Linked DNA regions of Mus musculus: all the other regions are linked to region 3. The links are chromatin contacts, called in public Hi-C and HiChIP or PLAC-seq maps. All regions are on one chromosome and are shown on one strand. Each heading gives the region's core, a stretch centred on a gene start, on an enhancer-like site or on the middle of the called end of the contact. The rest is flanking DNA. Distances are from core to core; before and after follow the strand shown. Region 1 overlaps Fign (fidgetin). Region 2 overlaps Fign (fidgetin). Region 3 has its middle 130 kb from the start of Gm8541.

The links. A called contact is a pair of places that touch in the nucleus more often than the background predicts. HiChIP or PLAC-seq counts read pairs in DNA pulled down with a chosen protein or histone mark.
Region 1: an H3K27ac HiChIP or PLAC-seq map of heart atrium shows a contact between it and region 3, with 18 times the contacts expected there. The contact joins two enhancer-like sites. A contact is called at or near these places in 3 of 39 promoter capture datasets (hippocampal neurons, maxillary cranial neural crest and second pharyngeal arch cranial neural crest), 2 of 484 Hi-C or Micro-C datasets (dorsal root ganglion neurons and embryonic fibroblasts) and 9 of 115 datasets of contacts at active chromatin or transcription factors (cardiomyocytes, craniofacial prominence, embryonic basal ganglia and 6 more).
Region 2: a Hi-C map of the N1E-115 cell line shows a contact between it and region 3, with 8 times the contacts expected there. The contact joins two enhancer-like sites. A contact is called at or near these places in 1 of 484 Hi-C or Micro-C datasets (the N1E-115 cell line) and 1 of 115 datasets of contacts at active chromatin or transcription factors (embryonic basal ganglia).

What each region holds. Positions count from the first base shown.
Region 1 is chr2:64,068,151-64,071,540 of GRCm38.p6, reverse strand. The region is part of intron 2 of Fign (fidgetin); the gene reads left to right. Among named protein-coding and RNA genes, the nearest start is that of Fign, 28 kb to the left of the region's middle. Within about 2 kb of position 1,415, at least 16 of the 459 cell types and tissues checked have an H3K27ac peak or open chromatin away from gene starts, as enhancers often do. A contact at or near this core is called in heart atrium, where this site is marked.
Region 2 is chr2:64,031,312-64,034,376 of GRCm38.p6, reverse strand. All of the region lies in intron 2 of Fign (fidgetin), which reads left to right. Among named protein-coding and RNA genes, the nearest start is that of Fign, 65 kb to the left of the region's middle. Within about 2 kb of position 1,541, at least 2 of the 459 cell types and tissues checked have an H3K27ac peak or open chromatin away from gene starts, as enhancers often do. A contact at or near this core is called in the N1E-115 cell line, where this site is marked.
Region 3 is chr2:63,701,125-63,704,421 of GRCm38.p6, reverse strand. No RefSeq gene overlaps it. Among named protein-coding and RNA genes, the nearest start is that of Gm8541, 130 kb to the right of the region's middle. Within about 2 kb of position 1,486, at least 122 of the 459 cell types and tissues checked have an H3K27ac peak or open chromatin away from gene starts, as enhancers often do. A contact at or near this core is called in the N1E-115 cell line and heart atrium, where this site is marked.

The DNA of each region.
Region 1 (3,390 bases), core at 166-2,665, 370 kb before region 3:
TCTGTGAGCTGAGTGGGTGATGCATGGGGTAGTTTGTAAGGTAGGACCACAGTTCAGAAGTGAGCAAGAAATATACATACTGTGGGCAATTGCAATAGTTTTGTTTTTCCCCTGCAAAGTGAAAATCAGGTTTGCAGGATTCTCTGGTCTAGACTCTAGGTCCCTGGGGATTCCTTTGTGTTCTCATGAAATGAAGTCTTTTGTACTTTTTAGTTAAGTGCAGACAAACCACTTATTTACGGTATAATGTGAGCATAGATACATTCAAATGAAAGGCATTTCATGAAAAAGTAGCTAGTTATAAAGTAGATTACATACAAATTTGGTACACAAGGCATTTGATGGACAAATACCACCTTTTGGAAAGGATATATTCCTATTCCCCATCAAGAGAAAGGTCTGGCTGCTTGAGGGATGTGTGGATATGCATTTGGCCTGCATCTCTTCTTACTGACTTCCCTCTGTGGGTTGTTGATGAGAATGAATGAAGATGTGGCCTTTTTAGGGATTTGTGTCTTCAGCCAAGCTTTAGATTTTACAACATCATATGTGCTAGCAGATTTATGAAGGTAATTCATAATCATACTATGTTAGACTCTTTAGGGGCTGAGTGGATTTTAAGATCTTCACTCAATCCTCTTGCTTTAAAGAAACATGTATATATATACATATACATATACATATATGTATGTGTATATGTATATGACATACACACATAAGCAATGACATGGTCATACGTGCAGTCATTGCTTTCTAAACATGATAGTACCTGGATATTTGAATCTCTCCTTCCATTCCTCCCTTTTTTCTCCCTTCTCTCTTCCTCCTTCCCTCTTTCCACCTTCATTTTCTCTTCCACCCTTCTTTTTTTTTTTTTTTTTCTGACACAGGGTCTCTAGGCTGGCCTTGAATTATTTTTCATCCAAGGCAAAGATGACCTTGGACTCTGGATCATTCTGTCTCCACCTCTCAAGTGCTGAGATTACAGGCATGTGCCTCTGCATCTGGCTTTCTGTACTGCAGGGCAGTGCAGCATTCAGCTTGCACAATCTCCCATCCACTCTAGTATGCTAACACATGTCCCTGGCGTTATCTCTTGCAGCACCTCCATCAAGTCTCTCCACTGCCTCCTGTCCACTCAGCAGCCTCCTTCTAACCTCACTGTTAGCTGGTTGAATGAAAGAAATCGATAAGACTGTTAAAACTATCAAGAACTTTTTAAAACGGAGAAATAATATTTTAATTACTCCTGACATGCCAGTTTGAAGCCCATATCCTACTTTATGACAGTTCAGTTTAGAAACTACATTGCTTCATTTCGGTAACTTTATTACCATTTGGCTCAGAGATTGCTATTTCGCCTTGGCCACAGATTTCATCAGTTGCCCGGTTCACCTTTGTCCGCGTTATACTTGTGAAATGACCCCTTCCGTTAGTGCTTGTCAATAGTAAATTGCTATATTCTGTGCCTAGAAACACACTGGAGGACGACAACACTTTATTGAATGACTGAGTTTGTAGTTAATTTTTTTTCCAAAATTAAAACTTAATTGGAATAGTTCTAATTGTTATTTAGTGTCCATGAATTAAGACATTGTTTGGGGTCAGCTATTTCTGATAATGTTCTTATTCTTAAAAAGAATACAAGACTTTTAGACCATACTGTACATGTCTTTGCAGACCAAGTATGTTTTGTTTCCTCTCTAATTTTCTATCCATTCTACAAAAATATAAACATGTGAGGTGGCCAAGGTTCAATAGTACTATGACACCAAATTAAATTTACATTGGAGAATTTTCTGTGGATGAATCCTTTGTCCACAGAAAGCTCTGTTTTGTTTAAAGCAAGGAATATGCACTCTCTCATGTGATGACAGAATGAAAGAAATTTCAATTTCTTACTGAAGGCTAGCTTTGAGTAATATTTCCTTTCAAACAAATAAGCAAAGTGTGGTACTTAAAATATTCATCACTATTTCGGTTATTTCAAGATTAAATGTATTTGTGTTAAACATGTAAATTTGTTAACTGTTAAAGTATTATCTATTCCATTATAACATTTATGGGAAAGAACGTCGCTGCTCACTTCTTTACAGTGTTTAGCTCCTCTATCTCATTAACAAAGCTGTTGCCAAAAATAGAACCCCCTGATAAGTTGCTTGAAAATGGAGGTAAAATAAATGCCAACCGCCTTCCAGACCCAGCTCTGGGGGACTCAATGCTGCCTGCAGAACTTTCTTGTTTGTCCAGTGGTATCAGGAAGCACCTAGGTTGAGATGAAAGAATTCACAACTTTTACTTTTCTATCACCTGAATTTCAAAGTCCTTACTTACATCATGGACTTTTGCTTCATTTTATTTTTGCTTTGTATACTCTGAAATAGCCAACCATGAGATTGTTTACCTATTTATAGGCAAAGAGAGAAGGGTGAAGGAGCCAGAGGGAGAGTCAGTGATAGAGACAAGAGAGACACTTAGAGACACTGAGGGAGAGAAAGTATGGAAGAATACTGATTTTCATTAAATTCTAGTATCTCAAATTAACATATGGTTGATTGAAATTTCATTATTAAATAGACATGAAAGAAAAAAGGTATTATTAGAAGCAATACTTTTACTAATGTTAGGCAACATGATAGCAAGGAAATAACAATTTCTCCACTTCCAGATACAGAAAATTATACCATTGCTGTGACTTTCAGGAATAGAAGAGATTCAGTGTTTGTGTAAATCTTTGGGTATATTTGCTATATATTTTTGTTTCTTTTAAGTGAATTTTTAAAACTCACTAATATATTGTAAATGAAAATAAAATTTTGTTAGATTTTCTGCCAACAAGAGTTCACCTCTGTGATGCACAGTGAGTGATTTCGACATCGTGTCTCAGAGACTGATATTAGGGTTTTGTCTAATGTTCAGATCACAATGGTATTAAACCAAAAGGATATGTATCAAAACACAAGTGGTAGGATGCTCTGCTGCAGGAAATAATGTGAATTTTGTATTCTAAACAGTGTACTTTTTACACACCTTACCAAAAAATAAATAAAATAAATATCAGTATTAAACACAGAATAAATATACATTTATTTAGGTGCAGTTTGAATCATTATATTTAGGAATGTTTTTACTATATGATACTAAAAATTCACTGTAACTAGTAAAGTCGTACTTAATAAACAGTATTAGAGCAAGTTGTTTGGGATTATTAATAGCATCATAGTTTAAATAAAATGATTAAGTCCCTGACTTCACATCCTTGTTTAAGAACATAGCTCTTTTTAAAAGGATCCATTCACAAATAATAATGGATGAAAATCACCAACATGGAAAACTATATGAGCCGAGAGCTTGAATTTACTGGTAGATCAGTTAAACATCAGCACTCAA
Region 2 (3,065 bases), core at 292-2,791, 330 kb before region 3:
ATATTTATGAAATGTTAATTAGCTGCCTACAGCATCTTTTCTCATTAAAACTATTTTTATTTTAAATAGTATCTCTCTGTCATGAGCACAGCTTAATTTTAAAAATATTAGTGTGTGTGGGGTGTGGGGGTATGTGTGTGTGTGCATGCATGCATGTGCCCATGTGTTTGTGCCACAGTATATGTGTAGTTGTTGGAAGACAGTTTGAAGGAATCTGTTCTTTTCTTCCACGCTGTGGGTCCTGGGGACTGAACTATAGTTATCATGTTCTGGCAAATGCCTCTGCCTGCTGATCCAATCTGTTGGCCCCGGTTCAGAGCTTTCACCATTGCACACATTCGTGTTCTCTAATCAGCATTTCTAGCCAGCTGTGTTTTTGAATCTAAACTACATCAAGATATGGTTATAATGTAACCTAAAATATAGAAAATATAAAATAAATATATAAAATGTAAGACTATTTGAAAATATAACAAAATGGCAATGTAAAGAATTTAAAGTAGAATTAATAAATCTCCTTCAAAACAACTTATAGAGTTGCAGCTTCCAAAACTATGAGGACCATGCATGCCATATTTTAGTGGCTACCCTACAGGATAAGAGACTACCTGTATTAATGGGGCAACATATAGTATTTCACTTTTTCATAGATTCTTAATTGAAGTACTTCATTCTAAAAATGACCTCAGCCCATTCTTTTGCATCATACATTGGAAGTTGTCATAGGGCCCGTAATATGTGTAAAAGTATCTTAGTAAGAAATTCCAAGATGCCCCCAAGTGACACCATGAAACCAGTAATCAGGATGTTATTATTGCTGCAGAGTGTCCATTATCTTCAGTCATCTGTTTGTCAAATGTGTTTTCTAATTCTTATTATGATTGAAGAATGAGAAAGAAGAAAAGAGAGAGAGAGATGCTTTGCCCTGGGAACTAATACAATAGATCTTCAGGAATTTGAAAGCAGAACAATTATCTCAGCCACAGGGACGATCCGGTGTCCCTTGGTTAGCCATTTATGACACATGTGCAAGACACTGACATTAATTTAGAACCTAGCATTACTAGTCTTGCCATGTTACCAAGAGATTTCTGTCTCAATAATATATTGATTATATTATTGTAATGAGTTAGATGATGACTCAGAGTTACAAAGAAGTTGCACTAAATTTATTTGAGGGGGCAGTGCTGGAAACTTTGGGATTAATATGAGCATGTTTCATCCCCTTTTCATGCCAACTTTTACCTACATTATTAATTGATACCAGCTCATGCTCTTTAGTGTGAATCAGAAGTAGGGACTAATTCCCTAAAGTAACACATTTATGGTTGTTTAAGTGTTATATATTGTCCTTCCCAATGATGTAAATGTGAGTTAGTGCAATTCTGGGTTTTGGCTATTTCCTTGAAAATGATTGTTGGCTGATCAACTTTTGAAACCATTTGGCCAATGCTGGCAGGTCCCTTTCAGTTAATTGTGTGCGTACCATTCACAGACAGAATGTATGCATGGAGTAAACTATATACAATTTGTCTCAGGATGTATAAACTCTGGATCTTTGAGATCATTGTATACCTGCTTCCCACTATTTGGAAAATGTCTTGTTGGCAACAGTCCTTTTTCTTGTATAGCCGCCATATTGCATGTAAAACATCTGGTGATACTGCCTGCTCTCCTGCAGGAAGCCTCAAATACATGGGAATTCCAGGTTTTTTTTTCAAGGCACAGTCCACTATGAAAGCTGATTCTTTTCTACCTATGGTCTCTCTTCCTCTGTTTTGTCCTATTCATGATTCCATCTAACTGCGCTTCACACTGGATATCTGCCAGTGGCCGAGGGGCAGAGAAATGGATCATGCCAGCTAGTAGAGTTCACACGCTATGTCTGGAGCACTCAGAGCGACTGGGTGCATTGCATCCGAAGTAATCACAAACCGGTGTCCTGTCTTATAAAACGGTAAAATGATGCTTGCCAGTCCTTCCAGCAGAATAGATGGTGTGAGTCATCACATTCTATAGCCATTCCCATTCCAGGCTGATCTTGATGTTATGGTTGGTTAAGTATTATTGATGAACTAATCATGTTCCTAAAATAACCCAATTACATCTGTTAAAAAGGATTGGTGAAAAATAAACAGACCATCTCATCATAAAGGCGTGTGCAAAAAGCCAGAAATAGTCCCTGTTTGCCGTGTTTGTTTTACTGTATTGTGCACGCATATCTTTTGCACACATATCAGATCACGTGTTTACTGTAACTGGGGGAAGGTAGTAAGTAGCTGAAATTACTTAATGCATAATAAAAGATTATGGACAAATTTTAAAAACGAGGCACTTACATTTTATCAATAAGCTAAATAACAATGAGAGAAAAGAGACATATAAAGCAATTAAAATTGAATATGAGGCAATTTAAATACAAATAGGCAGGCCTCGACTCCGAAGCTGTGTGAGCAGCTCTCAGTGTGATTTATTTGGTGACAACAGTGGACTATATACACTTAGGAGTAATTGTAATTGGGTAATTATTTTTAACTTTTTGGCATGGGCTTCTATGCTGTTACACTTCTGGTTTTTTTGTGTGTGTGTTTTTTTTTTCATTCTAAAGAATGAATATCCATTTTAAAGACACTTTTTACTCTATGATTTCCACAAAAATCACAAGTCCCATTGTGTGTGGCAGGAATAACATTTTATCTTGTTAGCATTTGACATGATTTGTTGTGGCAGAAAAAAATTAAAAAGGAATCACATTTATTTTAGTATCATTATAAAATTATTGTGGTGTACCCAAGCAAATCACTGTAGTTTTGTAAGGCTAAAATCTGCTGTCCACCAGAATTACCATCTTGGACATCTTTTTTTACATAATTAGACAAACACCAATCATGAGATAATTTACTCACAGTTGTAGAACTTCTTATCCTCCATAAAGTATTTGAACACTAGGCTATGGAGATGACTCAGTAAATCTAAATGCTTGCTATGCTGGTGTAAAAAACCCAAGTCAGCTACTCCAAACCCATGTAAAATACAGATGAACTGGAGTTTCAGCACTCCCACTG
Region 3 (3,297 bases), core at 237-2,736:
CACAATTATACTAATGTTAAACCCTGCTTAATTCTTGCCTGGCTATTTCAAATTTTGACATGTGCATTAAGTCATGACTTGGGAATCTGGTAATGAATTGCCAGACACTGTTTCAATTCTTCATTTCTAGTCAGTGTGTGCAGAAGAAAACAATGTTTAAGCTTGTTCATTTTATCCTTGAATATCTGGATTCAAGACATGCTTGGACATCTTAAAAGGGCTTCCAATCCTGACTAAAAGGTTTGCCACCATTTCAGAATGCACAGTAAGGACAAAGAATTGCTGTTAATCAGAGAGGGTATGGCTCTGTAACCAAATATTAAGTTATTGCTAACTTTTCCCAACAAGTAGTATTCACGTTTGAGAAGACTATTATTTTGCCACACTCAACGGAAGAAAGCATTTTATTTAGTAATAGTTCAAATAATGCAGTAAAAATGTCTTTGTGTGCATTTGAACTGGCCCTGGTGGCCTGATTCAGTATTTTGCCCATTTTCTTGGCTTTTTGAGCTTCACGCACACAAAAAGAAATTGTACAAAACACTTAGCACTTTTTTTTTCCTTTTTTTCCTCAAGGCTGGTAATGGGGCTTTCACTGCACAAAGGCAGGGACAAACTATTTGGAAAGGTGAGGGTTCTCAGAAAAACTAGAAAACTCTGCCCATACATTTTGGACTTGCTCTCTTCACTGTTGCTGTATGTTTGCATCCCTAGAATCTCTGAGGATTTATGCTTACCATGTAAAATATAAAATAGGATCATTGGACGGATCCACAAATTTCACATGCAAGATAGCTTTTAAATGGAGGATGGCGAATAATTCATGTTTAAGAATTTTATAAGAGTTACCTTTTGCAAAAGGCAGTTTTCACTGGCAACACTTCCATCTGTGAAGTGAACTAGCTGGCTACTGACTCTCTCTCTCTCTCTCTCTCTCTCTCTCTCTCTCTCTCTCTCTGTGTGTGTGTGTGTGTGTGTGTGTGTGTGTGTAGAGGAGAGGTGGCAGTGAGCAGGTAGAAGGTCAAAGGGTAAATTCCAATTGCTGTGACATATTTTTATGAGCGGAATCATAGCCAGCTTTTAGCCTTGAACAGGAAAGAAAATCTTAGGAAGGGAAGGAACATGAATGGGCTGGTCAGGGAAATCAAGAAGTGCTCTCCCAAATTAGCAGCTAATTGCTCCCTAACCTGCCATATTCATCCATTTGAGCTTTATTTTATTATGCTGGACTTGAAGATTCGTTTTCTAATAAAGAAATGGTAGTAAAATCTCAGTTGCAAATACAAAGTTCTCTTCGAGATTTTTACCTCACTTTTACCAAACAAAAAAGCATGTTTTCCCCCTTCTTTTGTAGGGGGTGGGGTGCCGAGGGGGTGAAGCATCTTTGACAGTTTGAAAGGAGGAGGAGAATATGTGGGAGTTCTCAGAGAAAGGCTGACAAAGCACCGCAGCAGCGGCAGGAGATGGGAAAAGCTCAGCTGCTGGAGAAGAGACAGGAGGACCGCGAGTCTGGCTTTGTTAGAAGCCCGAACTACTGTACTCCAGGTTCCTCCGTTTGTGGGGACCATTTTCTGCTTTGTAGTTGTCATGCAACCAGGCAAAGCGAAAAGGGAAAAAAAAGGGAAACAGAGAAAAGAGAGAGAGAGAGAGAGAGAGAGAGAGAGAGAGAGAGAGAGAGAGAGAGAGAGAGAGAGAGATGTCAGGGGCCGCAGTCCAGGCAGAGCAGCTGCCAGGCCCGCCCAGCAACCCACTCCTTGCAGTCTCCAGCGCGGCAGCGGGGACAGCACTGGCAGCAGCTGCAGGGAGGCCCTGCTGGTCCCCAGCCGGCGCGCGCTGGGGTCAGAATGGGGAGTCCCTCTAGCTCTCATCTTCTGAGCAAGCAAATTCTTCAGATTCCTGCACTGGGGCCCTCTGGATGTCAGCTGACCGGCAGCTAGCTCCCTGGATCCAAACCTGCCATCTCCTGGGACACCCTAAGCGCTCTGGATATGTTCTGGGTGTCCCTGCGCGGTTCACTCCAGGTTTCTCCTCCCTCTTGGTCTGCCTGAGGGTCTCGCACAGAAGTCAGGCAGTTCTGGCAGGAAGCAGAACCTAAACAGGACCATCATTTTCAAAGTTGATGGGACAAACCCAGGCATAACTTGAGATGGAGACCAGTCCCAAGGCTTAAAAGAAGATGCACAAATTAGACAATTTCACTATTAGCAGAGGCAGCATTATGACCCTTTTTGTTGTAAAAGGGACATAAATGTAGCTGTAGATTGAATGAAGTTATAGGCCATAAAAGGGCAAGAGAGAGTAGGGAAGAGATAATAGGCGCTGTCCATCGACTCCTCCTCCCCTCCCTGTGTCAGACCTCCCCAGCAGTGGTGGTGGCAAACAGTCTACCCGCAATAATAAATGAGGGAAGGCGGAAGGATAAATGCCACCGAGCGCGGCCGTGCATTTTAGAGTGGCGACAATTGCTGTTTATTTGCTTTTCGTTTACGAAAATGACAAAGGGCAAGGTTATATGTGAGACACATCTCCGCATTGTGTTTTACTCGTGGTGGTTTTGGGAATCAAGGTGACTGGATGCATAGTAAACTTTTCTTTATTTTGGATGTGGAAAATATAATCTTCTTTCTAAACTAGAGATTTTTCTTTTTGTTAAAGACTTTGGCAGAAACAAATCGAACAACTTTTTTTTCACTGTTTTTCTTCACTAATCCTATGCCCTAAGACTAATAAATTCTTCTCAAAGTTTATGGTAATTCCTATCTATGAAGAAATTTCTATCTATTTGCTGTGCAATCATAGATTTTTGAAAATATATTGGAACATTTCAGCTCGGGAAATTTTAGATACTTTTTTATTTGCTCAGAAATTAAGTAGATTTACTCTTGTGTTTCAGTGTTTGATCTAAGGTTAAAGTCAAATCAGGGCAATTCTTCACAGCTAGACAGCGTCTACACTTGACAGCCCAGAGAAGGGAAACGATTTAGATTGAACAAACAAGCTAATTTTCAATAATAATAAAATTTCAACTTTCATATATATATATATATATATATATATATATATATATATATTAACTGCTTTCAACTAAATGGGGAAATGCAATATTTATATGGTGAAAATGGTTTACAATAATGCTGAAGTAATAATTAATAGCAAAAGTAGTAGCCTATTTTGGAATTCTAATATGTGTCATGTTTTCATTTTTGGTTACTCAAAATAGAGTGGAGCGTGTACAAATGATAACACATTTATCATAAGTTAAGGTGATTAAGGATACTGGAAAACCAGCCATTTATA